Linked DNA regions of Rattus norvegicus: region 1 is linked to region 2. Evidence: chromatin contacts called from public Hi-C data. All regions are on one chromosome and are shown on one strand. Each heading gives the region's core, a stretch centred on a gene start, on an enhancer-like site or on the middle of the called end of the contact. The rest is flanking DNA. Distances are from core to core; before and after follow the strand shown. Region 1 holds the start of Nadk2 (NAD kinase 2, mitochondrial). Region 2 holds the start of Nipbl (NIPBL, cohesin loading factor).

The links. Hi-C and Micro-C count contacts between places; a contact is called where the count stands out from the background.
Region 1: a contact with region 2 is called in a Hi-C map of liver, with 3 times the contacts expected there. The contact joins the promoter of Nadk2 here to the promoter of Nipbl in region 2. A contact is called at or near these places in 5 of 12 Hi-C or Micro-C datasets (frontal cortex, hepatocytes, kidney and 2 more) and 1 of 1 datasets of contacts at active chromatin or transcription factors (oligodendrocytes).

What each region holds. Positions count from the first base shown.
Region 1 is chr2:59,842,110-59,847,284 of GRCr8, reverse strand. Nadk2 (NAD kinase 2, mitochondrial) reads right to left here and starts at 2,431. Exons shown (of 13, transcript NM_001044252.2): 1 at 2,330-2,431; 2 at 1,574-1,720. The coding sequence starts at 2,431. It overlaps LOC120100736 (a long non-coding RNA gene), which reads left to right and starts at 1,119. Exons shown (of 3, transcript XR_005500726.2): 1 at 1,119-1,251.
Region 2 is chr2:59,291,763-59,297,241 of GRCr8, reverse strand. Nipbl (NIPBL, cohesin loading factor) reads left to right here and starts at 3,965. Exons shown (of 46, transcript NM_001427698.1): 1 at 3,965-4,395.

The sequences.
Region 1 (5,175 bases), core at 1,182-3,681, 550 kb before region 2:
TTCAGATGTCACCCGGTTTCCAGAATCCTTGAAATAATTTCAAAATGCCAGTTCCAGAATGGACCTTGGAAGCTATTTAGCCCAACCCATGAGGAGCTAGGTGAATGAACTTTTGAAAGCTAACATTACAGTTACAAAAGTTTTGTTTCACTCATGAGGGACAGAGAAGTTAAAAACCGCAAAGTATGTCAGTCACACCGAACCAGGGAGAACCTTGAACTCCTGGTGTTCAAATCCCACTCTCAGTGTGGTAGACTTGAGAGTCCCGGTTCACTTCTGTTGAGTGTTTTTTTTTCCCACTTGAGTGTACTATTTTTAAATCCACAGACGCTTAGATAAAATTGTGTGAGACTAAGCATACAAGACATGATATTTCACAATTTCTAAAAGGTGAACCTTGCAAAGTCGGGCATATAACCAAAGGGACACGCCTCTTTTTCCAAAATAGAAACAAAGTACTTTCATCTAGCCCACAATTCCCCCACCTCATTGCCTTCATTTCACTCAACTTCACACACTACCCCAGTCAAACGGCCGATACTCTATTTTACTGCAAATGTTTTTTTAGAAATACTTTCAAACACTTGGGGAAGAGAAAATTCGCACTGATTTCTACGCCCCTCATCAATTTGCCAAACAATAATGACAAGACTCAGTAGCTAAGCAAAGATTTACAATTTGTTTCTCCTGTCTCTAAAATAAAAGTGTGACGGTAACAGACATCATTCTTGTACATAACTGAATAATGGTTATGTACAATTGATTCTAAAGCCTTCAGGTGTCTGAAGTCAACAATTAAACGCATAATGGAGGTTTTTCTAGATAAATTGCTAACAACTCATTTCCTGAAAGTTACTGGGTAGCACAAAGTCTTTTTATTTTTTTCAAAAATGGGGAAGCTCGAACTCTGGGTTCAATTCTCCCACACACATACACACATGGGTTTGCATACCTGGCAAAGCTATTAGTAAACACACCGAAGACAGTGTATGGCGGAGGCCCTGTTACTTCAGAGGCAGGGGCACATCCCTTCCCCTATTATCCTGCTTACTTTTACTTGTTCCTTATCTGACCTTCCTATACAAAAACATATCTCGGGTCAGCTTGCCTGCCTCGCTGTCTCAGGCGCTTCTCAAGCGGCCAGAGACCCTGGAGCGGCCACCACATTGCAGCAGGGCTCTTTCCCTGGCCAGGCCTCCGTCCCCAGACGAGAAGGGGGTGTGACCGCGGCACCTCGGCCCTCTCTCCACGGTCAGTGGCGGTGCCGGATAATTTTCTTTCTCCCGGTGGCCTGGGGAGAGGTCCCCAGGGCAAACAGGGCGAACAACCCTCACCTTCTCAGTGATCGGAGTCCATACTTCAGAGGCTGGGGCGAGGATACACGTGGCTTCCCAAGTCCCGGTCCCGGGGGGCCCCTCTAAGGCAGACTCAGAGCACCCTAGTCCCATGCTCCAGGGGGACCACAGGCAATCGGGGGCAGGCCGTTGGGCTTTGAGGGTGTCCTGTGGCCCGCAAGACTCAGTCGCACCCCCGCCCCCACCCCCAGTACCAGCCGTCCCCCGCCAGGACCCACCAGCTGCTTCAGGTCCTCCTCGGAGAGCTCCGCATAGCGGTACCGCTGCTGCTCGAACTCATAGCGGGTGGTTTTCGCCACCACAACCACCCGCGAGGGGCGGAAGCCGCCGTCGGCGGGGCTACCACCGCCCGCCAGCTCGCGCGGCTGCCCGTGCCCCAAGTGCCGCCGCCCCTCCGCGCCCGAGCCCCGCAGAGCCGCGCGGCCCCCCGCCACGCGCCGGCAGCTGCCCAGCAGGAAGCCCCGGTAGCAAGTCATGGTCCGCGGGGCTGCGGCTGCAGGCTCGCGCTCCCCGCCGCCAGCACCACGCCGGGCGTGCAGAGGTTAAGTGCGGGGACGTGCGTGGAACGCGCCACTAGAGGGGACGTGCCCAGACGCAGGCGCGGGCGGGGAGCCCCGGGAGGACGGGGGAGGCGGGGATCGGGGCTGGCCCGAGAGCGGTGGGTTTTGTTTGTTTGTTTATTCGTTTCCTTCGGCGCCTGCGCAATAGCCTCTCGGTCCCGCCCCACCTCCCTCTCCACCCTTTCACAGAGGTCGCTTTGAACCCGCCCCCAGGCCCGATCTGTCAGCTAATCAGAGGTCCGGAAGGTTTGGGAGCCCGAGGGGCTGCGGGGATTGGCTGTGGTCGGGAAAGGGCAGGAATTCTATTTGACGTTTGAGCTGCCTGAAGAAATCCAGCTGGAACCGGTCTGGGGCGGCGTAGGGGGTGCAGGCGGAGTTTTGAGCCCCTGGCGGGAAAGCAAGTTTCTTGCGCACCTTCCCCACAGTTGTTTCATTTTTGCTAGCTTTTCTGGGTGGTTGCCATGCTTGTCTTTGGTAAATTTTAACCAGTGTCTGCTGGATAGCTGATGTGTCCATCGCTGGAGTAAGATCTGGGGGCGATGACCTCGCTCCAGGTGGCGTCGTTTTGCCGGGACTAATGGCAGATGAAGATGCCGAGCCCTTTATTAGGGAGAGGAATTACAGCTACCGAGAAGGATCACGGAGCATTAGCCCGAGCTCAGAGCCCTAAGCTTCTTGTCCCTGTGACCGCCAAAAAACACTAGCCTAGAGAGACAGTGCTGTCAGGGAGAAACGTGGGGGAATAATGAGGGAAGGAGTTTTGTCTAGTCGTGTGTGTCTGTCTAGCCGGGAGATAAGGTCAGAAAGCTGCTTTGGGCCGAACTGAAGGGTTAAGAATGTTTTGCACTTTGCACTCTATCCTGTAGGCAAGTTCAGAGCAGTGTTTGATGATTATTGATCTGGCTTTGGAACGTTGGGTAGTCTTGGAAGCTAGAGCAAGGGAAGTTGTCAGAGTCTGTAGGAACAGTTACACAACCATAGAGATCTAAACTGATTAAGAATAAAAGGGAAAGTTACTCTGGAGGAAAAGTCAGAAGACAGTGTATGTCCTAGTAGGTGGCTCCTGCCCTGAGGTCCTTGCTGTGGAAGCCTCTTTCCTTTGCAGTCCTGGCCTCTGGATTCCAGGCATGCTATTTCGTGTTTGTGAGACTCAGATGCCACTGTAATACTGGACCTATTTTCTCTTCAGGTTACAGAAAACTACATTCCTGACTCCCACTTCTAGCTGGAAACATCTCAATGGGGTATCCTTGTCAAACCTTATTTTGGATTCTTTCTTCTGCCTCTCCAAAACATTACGTATTGAATTACTACGCCATCTTCTCAGATGTATCTTGAATTCTCCTTGCTGGATTTTCCACTTCAGTTCTTAAAGATCCCCATGTCTAGGCCCCAGTTGTTTACCTGTTCCCTAACTCCCATATTCAGTGGTTCTCAACCTCTAGGTCATATATCAGATGTCCTGTATACCAGATATTTACATTATGTTTCATCACAGTAGAAAACTTATAATCATGAAGTAACAACAAAATAACTTTATGGTTGGGGAGGGGAGGTCACCACAACATGAGGAACTGTATTACAAGATGGCAGGATTAGGAAGGTTGAAAACCACTGATGCAGGTTCTGGACAGAATCATCAGTCATCAATACATTCTTACCAATGCATTCTTACAGCCAACCTTTTCTTTTGGGGGGCGGGGATCAGGGCAGGTTGGGGGCGTTTGGTTGACTTACTTTTCTAATCCATGATTATGGGAACTACCAACCTTTTTAACTTCTCCCTGTGCTTACTTCACCACTACTGTTTCCAAAGTTACCAAATGACCAGATGGAAGTTCAGAAGATACCATTTAGTTCTTAAATCACTCATTTTTGTGAAAGCACTGGGGCGGCTCAGTTCTTTCTGGAGTATTTGGCTGTTGTTTCTTGGCACACAATCGCTAAGGGTGTTCCTTCCACCTTTCAGTCCCCCTCTTTCTAGGCCTGTCTCTTTTCTAGCATTCTCCCTCATCATTTTCCACCCCTACTCCATTCTACTTGGTGAATCCATGTGCTGTTGTGTAATGAAGAGTTTGGGCCTTGAAAGACTGACTCAAATCCCAACTTTAGTGTGTATTTACTTTGTGAACCTTGAACTGGTTGTGTAACCTTTCTGAGCCTATTTTCTCATTTATAAAACAGTAGCGACCTTGTAAAGTTGTACATCAATGGATAAATACCTGACCCCATGTCTGCTGTGAATTAGACCCTAAACTACTAGTCCCCTTTGCCTTAAATGACTTCAGCTATTACCAACATCATTAGCCCATACGGTTCCTCTAAATTTCAAATTCTTACTCATAGCTTTCTATAGGATGATGTCACTTCGGTTCAAATGTACAACATGTGAGTGGACACTAAATTATATTTGACTAGAACACCCTATCAGGTGCTAGAAACTGAACGATAAAGAGTCTCTGTTCTTTAGGAGCCAGAGGTCATACAATGGTAGAATTCTACAGAGTGCTTTATAAGAATTAAGAGGAGCATGTTTGGAAGAATGTCCTGAAGTAACAGGTCGTAAAATAGTAGTGCCATCAAGAATGAGAAGGAATTTCTGCAAGAGAAATAGCATAAACAAATGTGTAGAAACCCAGTGGAGGAGCAATTTTGAATTCCTTGTAAATCATGAGTAGTACACAACACTGGGAAGCTATGGAGAAAGCTTACAGTAAGTGTTATAGTGACACTAAGGAGCTTGGTTTTTATGCTATATATACTAGAAAGCCACAAAAAATGACAATAATTAGCATAATTAGCTTTGCAAAACCATTAAAAATTTTTCTTAAATGGCATGCAGTAAATAAACCCCTGAAGAGATGTTCAGTCATATTAAAAATCAGAAAGATACAAATTAAGTTCATAGCGAAATACTCTTATCCAATAGATAGATAGAAATTAAGAAATCCTAGTAATATTCTAGTAGAATACTATCAAATCATCAAGACCTTATTAGGCTAAACCATTCATCTGTCATTTCCATAATTCCACCATTACTAAGGTTTACAAATACTGTCTTAGAAGTTCTACTATACTCCTATAATCCAGTTTGATAAGTGTGTCTGGTATTTTAAAAAATTAATCAGTATAGTAGAGTATATTCTGTAAGTATGATCTGACCAATACAAAAGCACAAAACTCCTGGAACTCCTTTGACAGGGTATCAGTTTCACATACTCTCAGACAAAAAGGAAAATTTTAAAGATACCAGATTTCAA
Region 2 (5,479 bases), core at 2,716-5,215:
CTTCACCAAAGTTCAAGTCATCCTAAATCTAATTTAGTTGTCCTAAATACAGGAAAATTTTGAATCTATTATAAAATAAACTATAAGACACACATACACTATTTGCTTTTTATTTGGTGTTTTCTCCCCTTTTAAAAAAACGTGTTCCTACTAAAGATAAATATATAAATAAGACTTATTGTCAGGCATAGTGAAAAGATAATTTTTAAAAATCCTTTATTCTTATCACTTTAAGGCAAACTGCAACTATCTTGAAGATAAATATTCCTTAAAATATATATACATATTTATAAAATTCAGCTTTACCGATTTATTTGGCAATGACATACATTTAAAAATCTTTAAATACTGTTGTGTTCCTTCTGTAATTCATTGACTAAAAATACAAATGGGAATATACATGAACACTTTCAGCAAACTGAGTCAAGAAACTCACTCCCTTAATGCAAGGTGCAAGTCAACTGATTTTCGAGCTAACGATGTAGAAGCAAAACAAACTAGCAGTGTTGAGAAAGACAGGTGTTAGGCAAATAGACAACCAAAATCAAGAAACCCTCACCACTACTGGAGTAACTGAGTCCACGGAACATCTCAGTTTGGAGCCACTGTGTGATGGAAGGACTGAGGTCAATCTGAGCCATATAGTGAGGGCCTGTCTCAATATAAGAAGGTTCTTAAGTTTAGGCAAGCAAAATACTTAATTGATTTTATGAAGAAATACTCATAAACACTGAAATTATTTAATTCTGTTATCAGAAAAACCTTCAAAGGAAGTGAGCCCTTGCCGGCTTCCATTCCTTATTTTATATGAGGTGCCTAGGAAAGATCTAATTAGCACCTAATAAATCTTCAGTAGGGTTTGAGGGAATAAATTAAAGTTATTAATTTTAGGTGCTGGGAAAATTGCTCGGTCGGTAAACTGCAAACCCGAGAAGCTGATTTCAGTCCCCAGCAAGCTGGACACAGTAGTGGACATGGTGGCACATACATGTAATCAAGGCACTGGGAAGCTAAGAGCGGTGGATCCCTGGGAATTTTAAACTACCTAGTTTACTCTACTCACAGACCCCCAACTCCCAGGAAGAAACCGCTTACAAAGTAAGGTGGACAGCTTCTTTCACACATAAACATGCACACACAAAATTATATTAGTTTAGCTTAAATGCCAAGATTTTGTACCAAACAGCATTTTGTACCTGAAGCACGCAAAATCAGTAGCTCACCAGCAACATTCAAGAAAGGATAAATAAGTCTGCTTCCGTGGGAAAACGGAATTTTGAAACTTCATGAAGAACGTTCTAAGCCACTTGTAAGTTCCTTGAATCTTTTCTCAAACTTAATTAATACCGAGCAGATTATTGACTATATCAAATAATAATAATTTATGCTACTGGGTATAAGAGAGCTACTAAAACAGTATTCTTGTCTAAAAATTCTGAAAATGTAAAACAAAACATTCTGTAGATGTAAGAATAAGAAACAGAAGTAAAGGCTTCTCTGTACGGCTTCCAGTCTACTGCTAAATTAAATTTATAAGACCTACTCTTCCAGCTACTAGGAAATAAAATTTCTTACATTTGTACTTTTCAAAAATCACTTTCAGTTAATGAGTATACCAAGTGCTACAACAAGGTAACTAGATCTAAAGAAACATCAACCCCAATGGTGAAGAAAATACCAACAGTAGGCTAACCCTCATCTTCCGTAGAACCTGTATTTCAGAAAACTTAAAAAATAAATCCCTCTAGCTTTTGCTTTGACAGCATAATTAAGTAGTAACCAAAGTTCCCATGTGTAGGTAGTCCTTTATACCAGGCTCACTAACCTCTGAAACATACACCCTCTGAATCACAGTGCCTGCCTGGCATACATTATGTCACCATTAAATACTTGCTGAATGAACTTTTCCAATAGTACTGTATTTGAGCTGAGCCAACCAAATTCTTAGACTTCGGTTCAGTCAAAATAGCATGTATTTTGCAAAGGGGGTGGGGAGGGAGGGAGGCAGGATTAAGAATGCAGTTTTGTGAGTCACTAGAGCAATATGAATTAGCCCACTAGGGGCAAGGCCACGTGATCAACAAATGCCCGGGCCTCTGCCATGCCATCTAGAGAAACCTAAAAGCCATCATCTTTATGAGCTTTCCAATGTCTAGAAGAGAGCTTTCTCCTGACCTCTAATAAACTTACCTCGATTCCATCTATACATTTTTCTAGTTTTCACCATCTTTCATAAAAGTTCTGTTAGGTATATATAAGCTCATATTAAAGGGTAGAGTTTAGAAATGTCAGAGGCATTCACAGTGCGCGATGCAGAGCACCTGCGAAGGGAAGCTAAACTTCATTTCCTGAAGCCCTGAAGGCTACTGGGGAAAGAGTAAGACAAGATAGAAAGCCCTGAGGATAAAATAAGAAGGAAGCCACCAACCGGGAAGGTAAACAGAAGCGCTGGAGGCACCCAGGTGACATTTGAGCAAAACCCTGAAGATAAGGGCGCCGCAAGTCCTATGGTCACAGTTCTATTTGCACGGATACCAAGTCCCGACCTTTTCCCCCACTCGCAGGACTCCTTGGGCCGAGGTCACCGCCCTGACTTAACTACCTCTGGTCGCGATAGTCATCTAGTGTCTGGAGAGCAGGAATGACAAAATCTTTAACACTTAACCCCCAGTGACTTCTAAAGCAAACGAATAACCTGTAGGCGAGCTGTCCCATACTTCTTGCATATCTGTGCATATACAAGTAAACGATTAACGCTGACAACTTACTTTATTAAAAAAATAGCATGGTTCCTCCTCAGTAAAATCTGCTTACCTACTGGCACTTTTTACCTGAAGAATAAGCCCCCTAACAATTTATACAAAAGAGAGAGAGAGAGAGAGAGAGAGAGAGAGAGAGAGAGAGAGAGAGAGAGAGAGAGAGAGAGAGAGAGAACAGTGTGGCGATGAAATGACCTCCTGTTTTACAGTAAGACACTACGAACGGGCACGGTACTCTGTGCGTGTTCACATTTTGTACTCCAGCCTTGTCCAGAGCCTCTGAGTTTTCAAACATAAAGAAGAAAACGACGTTTTGAAGTGCGCCGGTCTCCGAGCTCTGGTGTCCGGCGTCCGGATGGCCTGGGCTCCACCCACAACCTAGATCGCAGCGCCAGAGCTACCCGCTCCTCGCTCGCACAGCGTCGCCTACAGGCCTTATCCCGACTACCAGGGAGGCATCAAAACCATCGCCAAAAGGGGGAAAAAGAGGCAAGTCCAGCAGCACCCGCATATTTCCAGAATTAATGCACCACCACCACGATCACGATTCCAACTCAGCTAGGCTGGGAGCCTTCACCTCCTAGGACTGTGGTCTTCGTAGAAATAACACAGACAGATATAGGGTCCGGCCGCCCCCGGGACGGGGTCGGAGAGGGTGGGCGTTCGATCCATCCATCACGGCTGCAGGAACCCCGCTTGAAAGGTGCACCGTCGGCATCCACGGGCTGGCCGCCTGAGTTCGGCTTCCCCCGGGCTGATGCCCGCGAGTCAGGGAGAGCAGCGCGGCTTCGACTCGCCGCCTTCTGGGGCCTATGAGACCCGGAGCGCCTGAGAGAGGGAGATCCCGGCCTCACGCCACCACACCGGACCAGAGCCCTGCTGCTGTCGCCTCCAGGAAAAAATCAAGCCGGTCACCCGAGCAGCGGCGTAGACGCCACCTTGCAGGAGCGACACCACAGGCAGTATCCACGGCCGTCCAGAGCAGGGCAAGGGCACTGAGAAGAACCGCCGCTGCTGCTGCAGCTGTCGCGGCCGCTGCCGCCGAACCTCCGGGCCCGCGGGAGCCGGCGCGCGGAGGCAGAGCTGCGAGCCCGAGTGGCGGCAGCAGCAGCGGCGGCGGCGGCGGCGGTGGCGGAAGTGGAGTAGGGAAGAGGGGGTGGTTGTTAGTGTTTGGCGCCGGCGGAGGGAGTCATTCCTGCAGCTGCACTTCCGGTCGGCATTTTGTTCTGAGAGGGAGAGACGGAACGAGAGAGAGAGACACACACACAGGGCTCCTTCCCCCCGCCCGCCCTCCCCCCCCTCCCTCCGTCGGTACCGACTCACCCGACACCACCAAGCCGCAGGGAGGGACGCCCCCGCCGACAGGAGGATTGGTTCCTGGGCCCGCGGCGATGCCCCCCCGGTAGCTCGGGCCCCCGGTCGGGTGTTTGTGAGTGTTTCTATGTGGGAGAAGGAGGAGGAGGAAGAAGAAGAAGCAGCGATTTGTCTTCTCGGCTGGTCTCCCCCCGGCTCTACATGTTCCCTGCACTGAGGAGACGGAAGAGGAGCCGTAGCCACCCCCCCTCCCGGCCCGGATTATAGTCTCTCGCCACAGCGGCCTCGGCCTCCGCTCGGATTCAGACGCCGATTCGCCCAGGTAAATTCCTGCTCTTTATTTCGGCGGCGGCGGCGCCGGCGCCAGGTCCTCAGCGTTTCTCCTCCTCGCTCCCCTCCCCGCCGTTTCCTCAGCGGCCCCAGGTCTCTTCCACGGGGCGAGTCGAGAGTTCGCTCCTCTCCGGCGGCAGCCACCCTGGGTGGCGGCGGTTTTTGTACCCTCTCCCGGCCGGCTTCGGTGACGGGGACCGGGCTCCTGCCGGGCGGCCGGGGAGGCGTAGGCCCGGCGGAGAGTGCAGGCCGCGGGCCAGCGGAATCTACTTGAGCTCGGGGATTAGGAGAGCTCCGGGCTGAGCGGAGCGACTGCTGGTCGGTGACAGGCCTCGCCCGGGAGAGGAGCCGTAGCTAGTGAGGAGGCGGAAACAATACAACTATCAGCAAATGTGCCCCGATCGTCCCCATATTTACAACTTTCCCGGTCCGGGAGTGGGGAACGTCCCAGTGAAACAAACAACCCCCCTTCTTCCCCCTGTGACCCCATGAAGGGAGGAAGTAGTTTCAGTTAGTGAAACAAATGTAAATACTCAGACACGGCTACAGTGGTAATTCTCTGCAAAACTTGTTTGGACGTTGGAAAGTTAATAAAGACTCGTTTTCTTTGTAAAAGGATTAAACCGTCCACATGTATATTTAATACAGAAAACCATAGCGCTGTGCACACTGCACATCCTCGCCCAGGAGCTTTTATGTTGTTTGACAGTGTGTGGTTGCACATGGACTTTTTATTCAAAGACCCAAGTATAAAGAACTTGACAGGTTTACTCCGACACTTTGTATTTGTATGTTGTTATGTAAGGATAATTTTAAATGACTACATAAAACTCTCTGATACTTTCTAGCCTAAACGTGTGCAGGCATACAAAGAATTCTAAGTGTTTTGAGCTTATGCCGAGATAAGGATGAAACCTATTTTCTTTCAGAGGATAGAAATTAAGTTACACTTAGAATCTTTGGGAGGTTTAAAGCGAGACACACAGACACACACACACACACACACACACACACACACACACACACAAGGTGCCATCCTTTCTTGTCAGGGCAGATCTTCTTGAGTCCCAGGATTG